Regions from separate parts of the Gossypium hirsutum genome. Here region 1 is linked to region 2. The links are chromatin contacts, called in public Hi-C maps. All regions are on one chromosome and are shown on one strand. The core of a region is the stretch at or near the end of the contact, and the rest is flanking DNA. Distances in the headings are between cores, read along the strand shown.

What was found. Hi-C and Micro-C count contacts between places; a contact is called where the count stands out from the background.
Region 1: a contact with region 2 is called in a Hi-C map of leaf, with 2.8 times the contacts expected there. The contact joins the promoter of LOC107893959 here to the promoter of LOC107946869 in region 2. A contact is called at or near these places in 2 of 34 Hi-C or Micro-C datasets (both in leaf).

Annotation. Positions count from the first base shown.
Region 1 is chrA08:79,993,409-79,998,989 of Gossypium_hirsutum_v2.1, reverse strand. LOC107893959 (dynamin-related protein 5A) reads left to right here and starts at 3,536. Exons shown (of 16, transcript XM_016819120.2): 1 at 3,536-4,002; 2 at 4,102-4,165; 3 at 4,272-4,379; 4 at 4,464-4,565; 5 at 4,711-4,761; 6 at 5,031-5,092; 7 at 5,303-5,393. The coding sequence starts at 3,874. LOC107893957 (UDP-glucose 4-epimerase GEPI48) reads left to right here. Exons shown (of 9, transcript XM_016819119.2): 2 at 68-117; 3 at 201-336; 4 at 641-742; 5 at 923-1,150; 6 at 1,571-1,649; 7 at 1,854-1,936; 8 at 2,025-2,116; 9 at 2,195-2,583. The coding sequence ends at 2,297.
Region 2 is chrA08:79,403,646-79,409,476 of Gossypium_hirsutum_v2.1, reverse strand. It overlaps LOC107946869 (glutamine-dependent NAD(+) synthetase), which reads right to left and starts at 3,831. Exons shown (of 14, transcript XM_016881366.2): 1 at 3,451-3,831; 2 at 2,790-3,095; 3 at 2,519-2,562; 4 at 2,340-2,516; 5 at 2,050-2,153; 6 at 1,566-1,700; 7 at 1,301-1,469; 8 at 982-1,117; 9 at 326-464; 10 at 1-51. The coding sequence starts at 3,644.

The DNA.
Region 1 (5,581 bases), core at 2,287-4,786, 590 kb before region 2:
TCAGAAATTTGCTCTGACCATAAATCTGAGATGGTTCTAACGTTTGAACCTTCGCTTTCGACTGCAGGTGGACCTTAGGGATAGATCAGTCATCCAAAAACTTTTTGCTGAGACAAAGTACTATGAGGAATCCATATGCTGTTATTCTTTTGCCTATTCCCCTTGCTCAGGCTCCAATAACCTACTTGATTATATTGCAGGTTTGATGCTGTGATTCACTTTGCTGGACTAAAAGCGGTCGGTGAAAGTGTAGAGAAACCATTGCTCTATTATGACAACAATGTCATTGGGACAATCACCCTGTTGGAAGTCATGGCTGCACATGGATGTAAAAATGTACTTCTCTCTCCCTTCATACTTCTGCAGCCACATAACTTTATAAAATAAATAAATAATATGCAATTTTCAGTCTTTTGTTTCTTTACATCGCCAAGGAAAGCATTAACTGTAGAGCTAAAGAGAAATGCACTTGGTTTTATTCTCGATCATTCAAAAGCTAAGTTCTTAGATGTTCATTTAAATGCAGAGGCTGGCCCTATGGAATCTAGAATTACTTTTCTAATTTGTATAATTAAATACGAGTAGGATTGTCAGTTTTAGTTTTGTAAATTAATCAGTCTTCTAATTTAATACATTTCAGCTTGTATTTTCTTCATCTGCTACTGTTTATGGCTGGCCAAAGGAGGTTCCATGTACAGAAGAGTCCCCCCTGTCTGCAGTGAATCCTTATGGACGGACGAAGGTATGCAATGAGCCTTTCAAAAGTGAATACTCTTTTGCATCTCTAAGAAGCAGTATAAATAAAGAAAGGACCAGGGATAGCCATTACACTTTTACTAGTTTTTTACATGAATCTCTTATGAGTACTTAGGAATTTGTCAATTGAGATTTTCTCCCATATCTGACATGGTTGGTCTTTCAGCTTTTCATAGAAGAAATTTGTCGTGATGTCCATCATTCTGATCCTGAATGGAAGATCATACTTCTAAGGTATTTTAATCCAGTTGGTGCACATCCTAGTGGCCATATAGGTGAGGATCCCCGGGGTATTCCAAACAATCTCATGCCTTTTGTGCAACAAGTTGCTGTCGGGAGGCGACCAGCGTTGACAGTTTTTGGAAATGATTATGCCTCAAAGGATGGTACTGGGGTAAGCTTTTATCAGTATTACTGTTAATTCGGTTAGATTATATCTCATATTTCAGAAAATGTTTACTATATGTGTAGGAACTGTAGTATGATTGAATTCTGTTCAGTTTCCATCTACAACTTTTTTGTCAGTTATGCTTGATATGTGCTTAAACACCTAACATCTCCTTCGATTCCTTTTATAAGCAAACCTTTTCTTCCTTGTAATCAAGTAGACCACCTCATGAAGCACAGGCTCCCTTCTTGGCTATTAAATGTTTGTGCCCTTCAACATTTTGAAGCAATATGCTTCAGGACTTAAGGGATTATTCTTTCCATTAGATTTGACAAATTCTTTTAGACTTAAACCTGAAGGTTGGGAAATTTGCATCCAAGGTTGTGATTCCTTGTGACAAAAGGCTTGTTACTTGTCTCTTTGCAGGTACGTGATTATATTCACGTTGTTGATTTAGCAGATGGGCACATTGCTGCATTACGTAAATTATCTGATCCAAAAATAGGTATATTTCACATTCTTTATTTTGTTTCCTTCCATGTAATGTCGTGTTTGTGACTGTCTAGCTGCCTCGATTATTCAGTTTATGGTAGCAGACGAGAGTAATATATTGAAGTGGCTTTTTCTAAACTGTTGCTTTTCTGTATTTGCAACTATTTATTGCTTCAAGTAGAATTGGCCCTTAATCCTTCCAGCTATGCTATTATAGGTTGTGAGGTCTACAACTTGGGAACAGGTAAAGGAACATCAGTATTGGAGATGGTTAATGCTTTTGAAAGGGCATCTGGGAAGGTACTTGTGATCTTTTGTTCTTCCATTCTGTCCGGGAGAGTATCTAGGACAATTTTATTAACATAGCAAAGGTTTGACCTTTTATCAGAAAATTCCTCTTGTAATGGCGGGACGTCGAGCCGGTGATGCCGAAATTGTGTATGCTTCAACCAAAAAAGCGGAGCGTGAATTGAATTGGAGGTAAGGCAATAGTTTATAAAGTTCATTTTATTGTTGAGGAGAGGAATCTTAGATGAATTGGGTTGTGATTGATTGCAGGGCAAGGTACGGCATTGAAGAAATGTGCAGGGATCAGTGGAACTGGGCCAGCAAGAATCCATATGGATATGGATCTCCTGAGTCAAACGGAGTGATGAAGTGAAGACACTGTGAAACCACCAATCTATAAAGACATTTTATGATCATAGGATTTTTATTTTTTATTATTGACAGGATTTTAGGTGATTAATTAATACGATTAAAGATGTTACGAATTATAGAGAAAGAGGAACATACTTAGTATAGGGATGCTTCAACTGCTCAGAAGCTTGTATTATACTGCTCCTCATTACTAGCAATCGTTTGTGGCTGTTACCAGTAGGAGTAAATTATCACATGAACACGAACTACACATAGATACTTGTAATGAAAAATACCATCATTGTTCATTTTTTTATTACATCCTTTATGATTGTTAATATTACAAAAATTTGAATTTTAAGTTTATTAAATGGTGAACCTCCAATCAAAGGAAAAAAACACACAAAAGTTGTTTCTGTAAGGCTAATAAAAATAAAACCCCTTAAATTAAAGCGTCATTGAATAATTATAAAAGTATAAAGATACAGGCCCACTACAAACGGAATATTGGACTAGTCTCCAAGTCCAACGGCTTTATATCGCCAATTTAATTAAATCCAATAAAGAAAAGAAAAAGGTTGCCATGCCATGCCATCTGTTATTGTGTAGTCTTTTAAATTTAATTTTGAAATGCCTTCCACTCTACACATACAAACAAAAATGTGAACTATAAAACCCAAATCTTAGGATTTCAATTATTAGCTTTTTGAAATTTAAATCTTTATGAGAAAATGTTAATTTAATCTACTTCCTTTTTTTTTTAATTAATAAATTCATTTATGATATTTTACTTATGTATGGATTGAAGTTATAGGAAGAAAGAAAAAGAAATCTAAGAGTTTCCCTTGTTTGATTAGCGGCTTTCTTTTATTTAGATAGGAAAAAGATAATGGAATTGAATATCTCAACAAAAAATAAAATAAAACTTTAACATGCAGAAAATCTTTTTTCCTTTTTTTTATATAATTATATTATAAAAAGATTATGGTTTAAAAATTAAATATAGTGATTTTTTTATTTGAAAATTACATTCTCTCGTTAATTTTAAGAATTCAAATAATTCATCTTCTTATTTTTTCTTTAAAATTATTAATCCAAAAATTCAACAATAAATCAATTTCAATTTATTTATCCGATTTCATAATTTTAATTAGAAAAATTGGAATTAATTTTACCAAGTAAGCTCTGTCGAGTCGAATATATTTTTACCTAAGCCAATGGCCTTATTTATCACTTTCCGGCCCGGAGTTTTTCCAGGCATTGTTTACTCCATTGTCGTAGCTAGACACGCCGTTTCACTTCAAAAATGCATACTAAATTCAAACACAAAATAAATCGGTGGTAAAAATAATATTTAAAATAAATAAATAAATAATAAATAAAACGCGCTTCACTTTTAAAGCCGAAGTCTCTTTATTCTTCCTCCATTTCAAAACTTCAAAAAACTGCTTTCTCCGGACGGAACTTCATTTAGTTCTCATTTCTCACTCAGATCTGACAGGTGCCGTTTCTTTACCTTTTCAGCTCAGATCTAGCTTATTTGAATCCGACGCTTGTTATCGTCGCCGGCACCCATCTTAAAAAAGAAAAAGAAAAAAATGGATAATTTGATTTCTCTGGTGAACAAGATTCAAAGAGCTTGCACTGCTCTTGGTGATCATGGAGAGGCAAGCGCCTTGCCTACTCTTTGGGATTCCTTACCGGCGATCGCCGTCGTTGGTGGTCAGGTCGACGCTCGATCTATCTTTTCCTTTTTCTATTTCTAGTCAACCTTTGTTTTCTTTTTTCTTTTATGATCTGCTGGTCTGAGATTTCAATATTAACAGAGTTCAGGGAAATCTTCGGTGTTGGAAAGCGTTGTCGGCAAGGATTTTTTACCTCGTGGATCCGGTAAAAACAATAAGTTATCGCTCTCAATCTATCCTTCATCGTTAAGCAACTCAAGAACTGATTCTTTTTTCTTTCATTCTGCTTTTTTGATTAAAAATTAATGCAGGTATTGTTACTCGTAGACCTCTGGTGTTACAGCTTCATAAGAGTGATGAAGGAACCAGAGAATATGCTGAGTTTCTTCACCTTCCTAGAAAAAGATTTACCGATTTTGGTAAATATCTTCTTATCGTTCTTTATTTAAGCAAAAGGAATTATATAAATCTTAGGGTTTAACTTTTTATTATCTACGTTATAGCTGCTGTTAGGAAGGAGATTCAAGATGAGACGGATAGAGAAACTGGGCGAACTAAACAAATATCTAGTGTTCCAATTCATCTTAGTATATTTTCTCCCAACGGTATGACCTGTTTGTAAAAATTATTTCTGTTTTCTTCCACTTTATTTAATTGTAAAAAGTCATCTTATTATATGTTATAGTTCTACCAAATCTCCAGTATATAAGATATTTTCTCTACTTATTTTTTTTATGTAATTTTATGCAGTTGTCAATTTGACTCTGGTTGACCTTCCTGGTCTGACGAAGGTAGCTGTTGGTAAGTTAACGGAAACGCCTAGTGAAAATTCAAAGAAAATTGCAATCCTTATAATGCTTTCTCTAATTTAGACTACCATATTTCCACGGGACCTAAAATAAGTATAATATTCAAATTTTAATTCTTTTTATTTCCCATGTAATAAAAAAAAAAAAAACCATAGCATTTTTGCACTTTATATACCCCAATTTCATTCTCTTCTGTTAATAAGATTTGCAAAAAGAATTATTAAATTATGGGATATTGATGGATTATCTTGCTAAATGCAGAGGGTCAACCTGAAAGCATTGTACAAGATATCGAGAATATGGTTCGCTCCTACATTGAGAAGGTAAAATGCGGCATGGCTGTTTCTTTTTTTTTTCAGTAAAATTCTCTAATGTGATGGCTATCAAGGTCTAGGAAAACTGTATTGTGGATAGTTTTTGTTGTAAATTATTGGTTCTTCTGTCCCTAATAACTTTGCAGTGTATATTCTTTTATCCAAGTATGAAAGCTGAATGGAATGTTCTTATCTTTGTTTGTTGAACTTCTTACGCAGCCCAACTGTATAATATTGGCAATTTCACCTGCTAATCAAGATCTGGCTACGTCAGATGCAATTAAAATTTCACGTGAGGTGGACCCTACAGGTAACCTTTTCCATGATCAATTTGTTCCATGATCTTCTTCCTTGCAGTGCACCTCAAGATTATGGTATTTTCTACTTGTTCATTGGTAATATCATGTGAAACCATTGCTGGTTTTGAATTCATTCTCTGTAAAATTATTGCTGTGCTATGTAAGCTTTTGGACTTGTGGTTCTTTGAAGTATAGGGGT
Region 2 (5,831 bases), core at 2,582-5,081:
AGCTTGAATGTTCTGTAATCCCAAGTTCTCAACATTGGACCCCCCATCAACCTGCAAAACAGAAAATGATCATTTCAGTCACACATCTATATAAAAAGATTGACTAAATAGTTTTCGCTGACAATATATTTCAAGAAGAGAAATAAAAGACATTTCCAAGAGCTGATGATGGCAATAATCTTTATACTCTTATCGTTAATTTTGGTACTCGTGGACAGCATATATTAGCATTTTGCCTAAGATGCCATTGAACGGCTATGGTATCTGCTGGGACAGTTGACCCTCCGGAGGAAATTAGAAAATAACTAGTCATTGCAAAGCTAACCTTATAACGTGGTCTTTTTCCAGTAACAGTCTGAAACAAGGATAGCAGAGATGAAACAACACCATCTATGCAAACATCAAGATGCCATGAACCAATCTCATCTGCTAATACCTTAGCCCGTGTTTTCGTGGCTTCGGAACTGCAACAAAAGGACGTTCTTAAAATTATAATGTAAGATTTCTAGAATGTAAAGCTGCAATCAATCTGAAACAGAAAATATTTTCCTCAAACAGAAAGATCAACCTGAACCAAAAAGAATGGTCTTTAGGTGATATTTACTACTAACTAATATATATCCAATTCTCTAAAGAATTTGAAAAACCTTTTTAAGACACTTTTCTTGACAGCAAACATGTAGATGGAAGGGTTCTCCTTAATTTCTAGTAAAATCAATAATCGATCTGAAGAAAGAACATTGGGATGGCGGCGCAAAAAATTCTTCAAGGGCAACCATAAAGGGGACTTACTAGAACTATAGAAGTTAATAGCAATGATTCATACTGGATTAAGAAATTTTATTGTACAGTGTAATGCTGTTCTCCCTCTGTAGTGTTAATACTTAGTACCATATGTATTCTCAGTAGTCAGCTCAAGAAAGTCAAGCCTCACAACCAGCTTGAAGAAAGAATAGCTATGGATGTATGCTGTGACCTGACCTGTTTTCAGAACCCATGTAGACCGTATAGAATATACGTTTAGCAAATTCCTTGCTGTCAGCTGGAAACTTTCCATCAGTGTAATTCCCGATCCGCATTGCATCAGCTTTAACTTGTTCGTCTCCATTTGCAATTTCTGAAACACAGTATGTATGCGCAAAATTAATTATTAACAGAAAATATGATGCAGAAGACTCGTCAGTAAGGGTTTTAGTGACAGGAAAAGATTCTTGACGAATTGAAGTTCAAAACTCCAATAAAAAAGCAGAAACGAAGCAGTGCTACTTGGCAGCAGGATACAATGAAATCATAAATTAACCTTTGACAACAAGTTGGCACATGCATCCAACTATAGCAGCTACACAGGAACTGTCTGCGCCACCAGAAAGAGGAAGCAAAAAACCAGAAGCTCCACTTCTTCTTAAATAGTCCCATAGCCAACAGCCAGGACCAAATGCTATTTCTTCCTCAGGAGAATGGTACATGATCTTCAATTCATAACATAATGCAGTTAGGTAATAAACAATCACTAATACAGAGAAGCTTTTTATTTTCACAGCAATGTCTTCTGAGCAAGAACGAACCTTCTGTGGACTAGAAAGTAACATTTTCAGGTTAAAAGGTTTGCAAATATTGTAAGGTACAGTTACAGATGAGACTTTGGTTTTGCAACTTGCTTGTTCTTGAAAACTACTTATGGATCCTCTTAAACTAGCAACCTGTAGTTAACAAAGAAATGCAAAAATTTCAGTATAATTTTTCATATGCATAAGTATTGGAAAATGCGGCAAACCCTAACTTGCCACCAATTTGTATAAATAGAATCTTCTTGTTGTGACCATTAGGCATTAATAGTATTTTGTCTTCAATAATTGCCTTCATATTATTTATTTATTGGACTTCTTGTGGCAGAGATTCTCAAAATAGGAGATCATCATTTTCCCTTCTCTTTTATGCAAAAAAACCTTAACAAAAGGTAATACATTAATAGCATTCAAGCTTCAAGTAAGAATACTTTTCTAATACCCAACAAACATAAAAATATTGGAGTGCAAAGTTACAACATACCGCATCTAAATCTACTTGAGCAACCACAACCTCAACATCCTTCAAGGAGAACTGTGAGCCTTGAGCAACCACCTCTCCGTTCACAACAACACAGGAACACCCATCTGAAATAAATAAATTAGTGCTCAATAAACCAAACAATATTTTTGCACGAAAGACAACACATTTTCTAATGGTGCAGAAGCACCAAAGCAAGATTACTACTTAAATCATATTGCTAGTTAAATTTATGCTGGAACCTAGAGTAAAGTTACCATGAAATAAAGTGGGAAATAAAGCATGTTATTTACCATAATACAGCCGTGCACCATCACAGCCCTGGTGGTTACTGTACATGTAAACCCCTCCACGAGTATAAGTAGCACCTATAAAAGCACGAAGTCGAAGGTCTAGCTTTCTCAATTGATGGTGACTCCCACTGGCATTCAGGAAAACTTCAACCCCATTTAATGCAAGCTCGGTATGGGAGGATTAGGAGTAAAAAGCTCTTCACAAATTTCTGCCGCAACAGCTCTAACAAGGGATCAAATAGGTTCAAATATTAGTGTTTCATCAAGAACCCATGACAAACTTTCATATGACGAGCGATGTAACCTATTTGCATGTTAAGTTACATTTGCATCATTACATAGAGAAGACATGATCTTATGATGATCGATATTGGTTATGACATCATTATGAGCTAAGGCATAAAACTTAATGGAAACTAATAAGAGAAGAACCTGTAGTATTAAGCTTACGTGTCCAAAAACTGAATGTATCCGTAACCAAAAGGCACTAAGTTCTGTGATAAGGCCTCAGAAATTTCAGGTGGGATCTGAAATTCTACAAGCTGGTCCTTTTGCTTCCATGTGGTAAACCAGCGAAGCTCCCTGTAATTGCCATCATTTGCAAGCCACATCTTTGGTCTTATCATGACAATTTTCCGGTTAAAACACAAAACTTGACAATTATAACGCTCTGATCCTCTAATGATGGGCATTCCTATGCTGCACAATATGCCGTCCGTCCAATCACCAAGAAGTATTTCTTTCAAACACTCCCACCTGCAAACAAATAATCCCAACTGTCATTTCAGAGAAGCAAAATATTAGTTGTGTCATTCAAACAACCAAGCATTATCCAGAAAAAAAAAGAAAAAAAAAAGGGGGCACTTTCCTAAATAAAAAAACCAAATGTTTCAGTTTATACTGTAAATTTAGAAAAAAAAAAGAAGAAGCAAAAAACATACGCTGCATTCCATAAAGAAAAAACCAGTAATCACTACAATTCAATTCTAATAACCAACAAACGACTGATGACCCAAGTTTTAATAACCTCACAAAGCAAAGCAAAGCTCCAAGAATCTCTCTTCTTCTTTTTTTTGGGGGGGGGAGGGGAATAAAAAAAAAGGGAACTTACGCGTGATTGACTGTATCGAGTTCCAAGAAATGATCTTCACAGCCATAGCCAGTGATTTCAAGCTCGGGTCCGAGCCTGATGACAGCACCAACTTCTTTTGCCCTTGTTATGGAATCCTTAATGTGCTTCAAATTGCAATCAAAATCCATCGCCCATTGGTTCAAATTACAGGTGGCGACTTTCAGCAGTCTCATCTTTGAGGGAATCTCTTAAAAACAATTAAAACACCCAAAAATTAAAATCAGTTCACTCAAAATCACTTGCAAAGAGGAAGAAGAAGAAGAAGAAGAAGAAGAAGAAGAAGAAAGGGAGGCGGACGGGAAATACGAGGTGGGTGTTTCGATATGGGACAGAGAATTAGCGGCCTTGTATTTGGCGCATCAGATTCGGTTTTATACAGGACTTTTAAGAAAGGAAGACAGAGACTTTGAATTCAGGTTAACGGGTTCAAGGCTCCAGGATCCTTGGACGGGTTTAACTGCTGTTTTGGTTTTGACTTTTTTTAGTTTGACACGTACAATTACAAAGTGTCTTACTGTCTATGAAAACACGTCGTTTGACGCGTGTCAAATGGGATCCCCTTTTTTTTTTTTTGCTGCATTTTATTTATTTATTTTTCTTAATTTATTTATTTTTCCGAAGAAATTCTTATTTTTCTTTCCAATTTCCTATTGCAGGATTTGGGAACATAAATTTAGATTTATATTTTCAAATATTTTTATTTAAAAATCAAAATGCTTAAAATTCAAGATTTTAAATTAATTGAAATTTAGTATTTCAACAATTCAATTTTAGTTTTGAATTTCTAATTATTTTTAATCTTCAAAAAGGGTTTTTTACCTATATATTATAAAAATAAAAAAATTACTTAAATGGTATGTTAAATAAATTATGTTCCAAAATGGTACGTCCAAACAAGTGGAAGGTAGTGTATAGGCGGCATCACTCTAAAATATTGACACATTTGACTGAAAAAATTATTAAAAAATTGATAATGACAACTAAATAGGTGATACCTAAAGAAATACGGGTCAAATATGACCCGTATACGAACAAAACCTGACCTGCTGTTACAGATGGGACACGACAACTAAGCAGCACTGGTCATGCCTACTAGAGAGGCAGCACTGACTGGTCATGCTTACTAGAGAGGCGGCACACCTATAGCTTGTCAGTGATTGGACGAGTCGGATGGCATGCCCGTAAGTTGTGTTTTTGGGGACCATTATAAGATCCCCAATGTCCTAATTTTTGCTGGAAGAGAGAAGAAAATCTTTGAAGAAGAGAAGAAGAAGAAGGAGAGAGCGGGAAGGGGAAAAAGAAAGAAAAAAAGAGAAGCAAAATAGAGAGAGGAAAGGAGAAAGAGAAGGAAAAAAAATAGAAAAGGAAAAGAGACATTGTTGTTTAGGAAAGATTTGATGTTTAAAAGAATAGTAAATGATAATTTTTTTATTTAGTAAGTTTTTTTGTTATAAATAAATGTTAATTATTTTTATTTTTATTGTTGATTTAATTCGAATTTAATTTTTAATTTAATTTTTATAAGGTATTATTTAGTTAAAAAGAGCTATTAAGGTATATTTGTATTTATTTTATATTTTCATTCATTCATAAGTTATTTTTAATGTTTATTGAAGTAAAAAAGCCTATTTATGTTGTGTGTAAAGAATGTTTTATTTTTTATATAATTTATTTGTTATGTGTGTTTTAGGTTGATTAGATTTATTTTTTATGTAATTTATTTGGCATGTTATTTTGATTATTTTAATATAATTTTATTTTTATTTTTTATGTAGGTAAAAGATGAGACCATTGAGTTGGAATTTATGAGATAAATTAGGAATAATAGTTTACAAGTTCTAATTTTTTAAGATTTAATAATTGAGAATAAGAGTTTATGTTTTTAAATTTTATTTTATGTTTTTTATAAATATTATAAATGAAATTTCTTTCGAATCCTTCTATGCAAATTTTTTTTATTATATTTTTTGACAATAATTAAGTTGGCATGTTATTATATATATTATATTTTAAACTAATACATTTTACTTATTATCATTTTAAAATAATAATAAAAATATTCGTATTTATTATGTTGAGGTAGTTTATGTTATGTTTTTGTTATATATATATTTTTTATTGGCATATTATTTTTATTATTTTAATATAATTTTTTTGTTTTTTCTGTAGGTAAAAGATTAAACCATTGAGATGAAATTTGTGAATGAGACCATAGAGTTAGAGTTTGAGTTGGAATTTATAAGATGTATTTATTTTGTTAATGTAGTATAGCAAAAAATATGATGTGGACAAAACTATTTGGTATTTTTTGTAATTAAAAACAATATATAAAATTTAAGTATTTTGATAAATATTTAAAA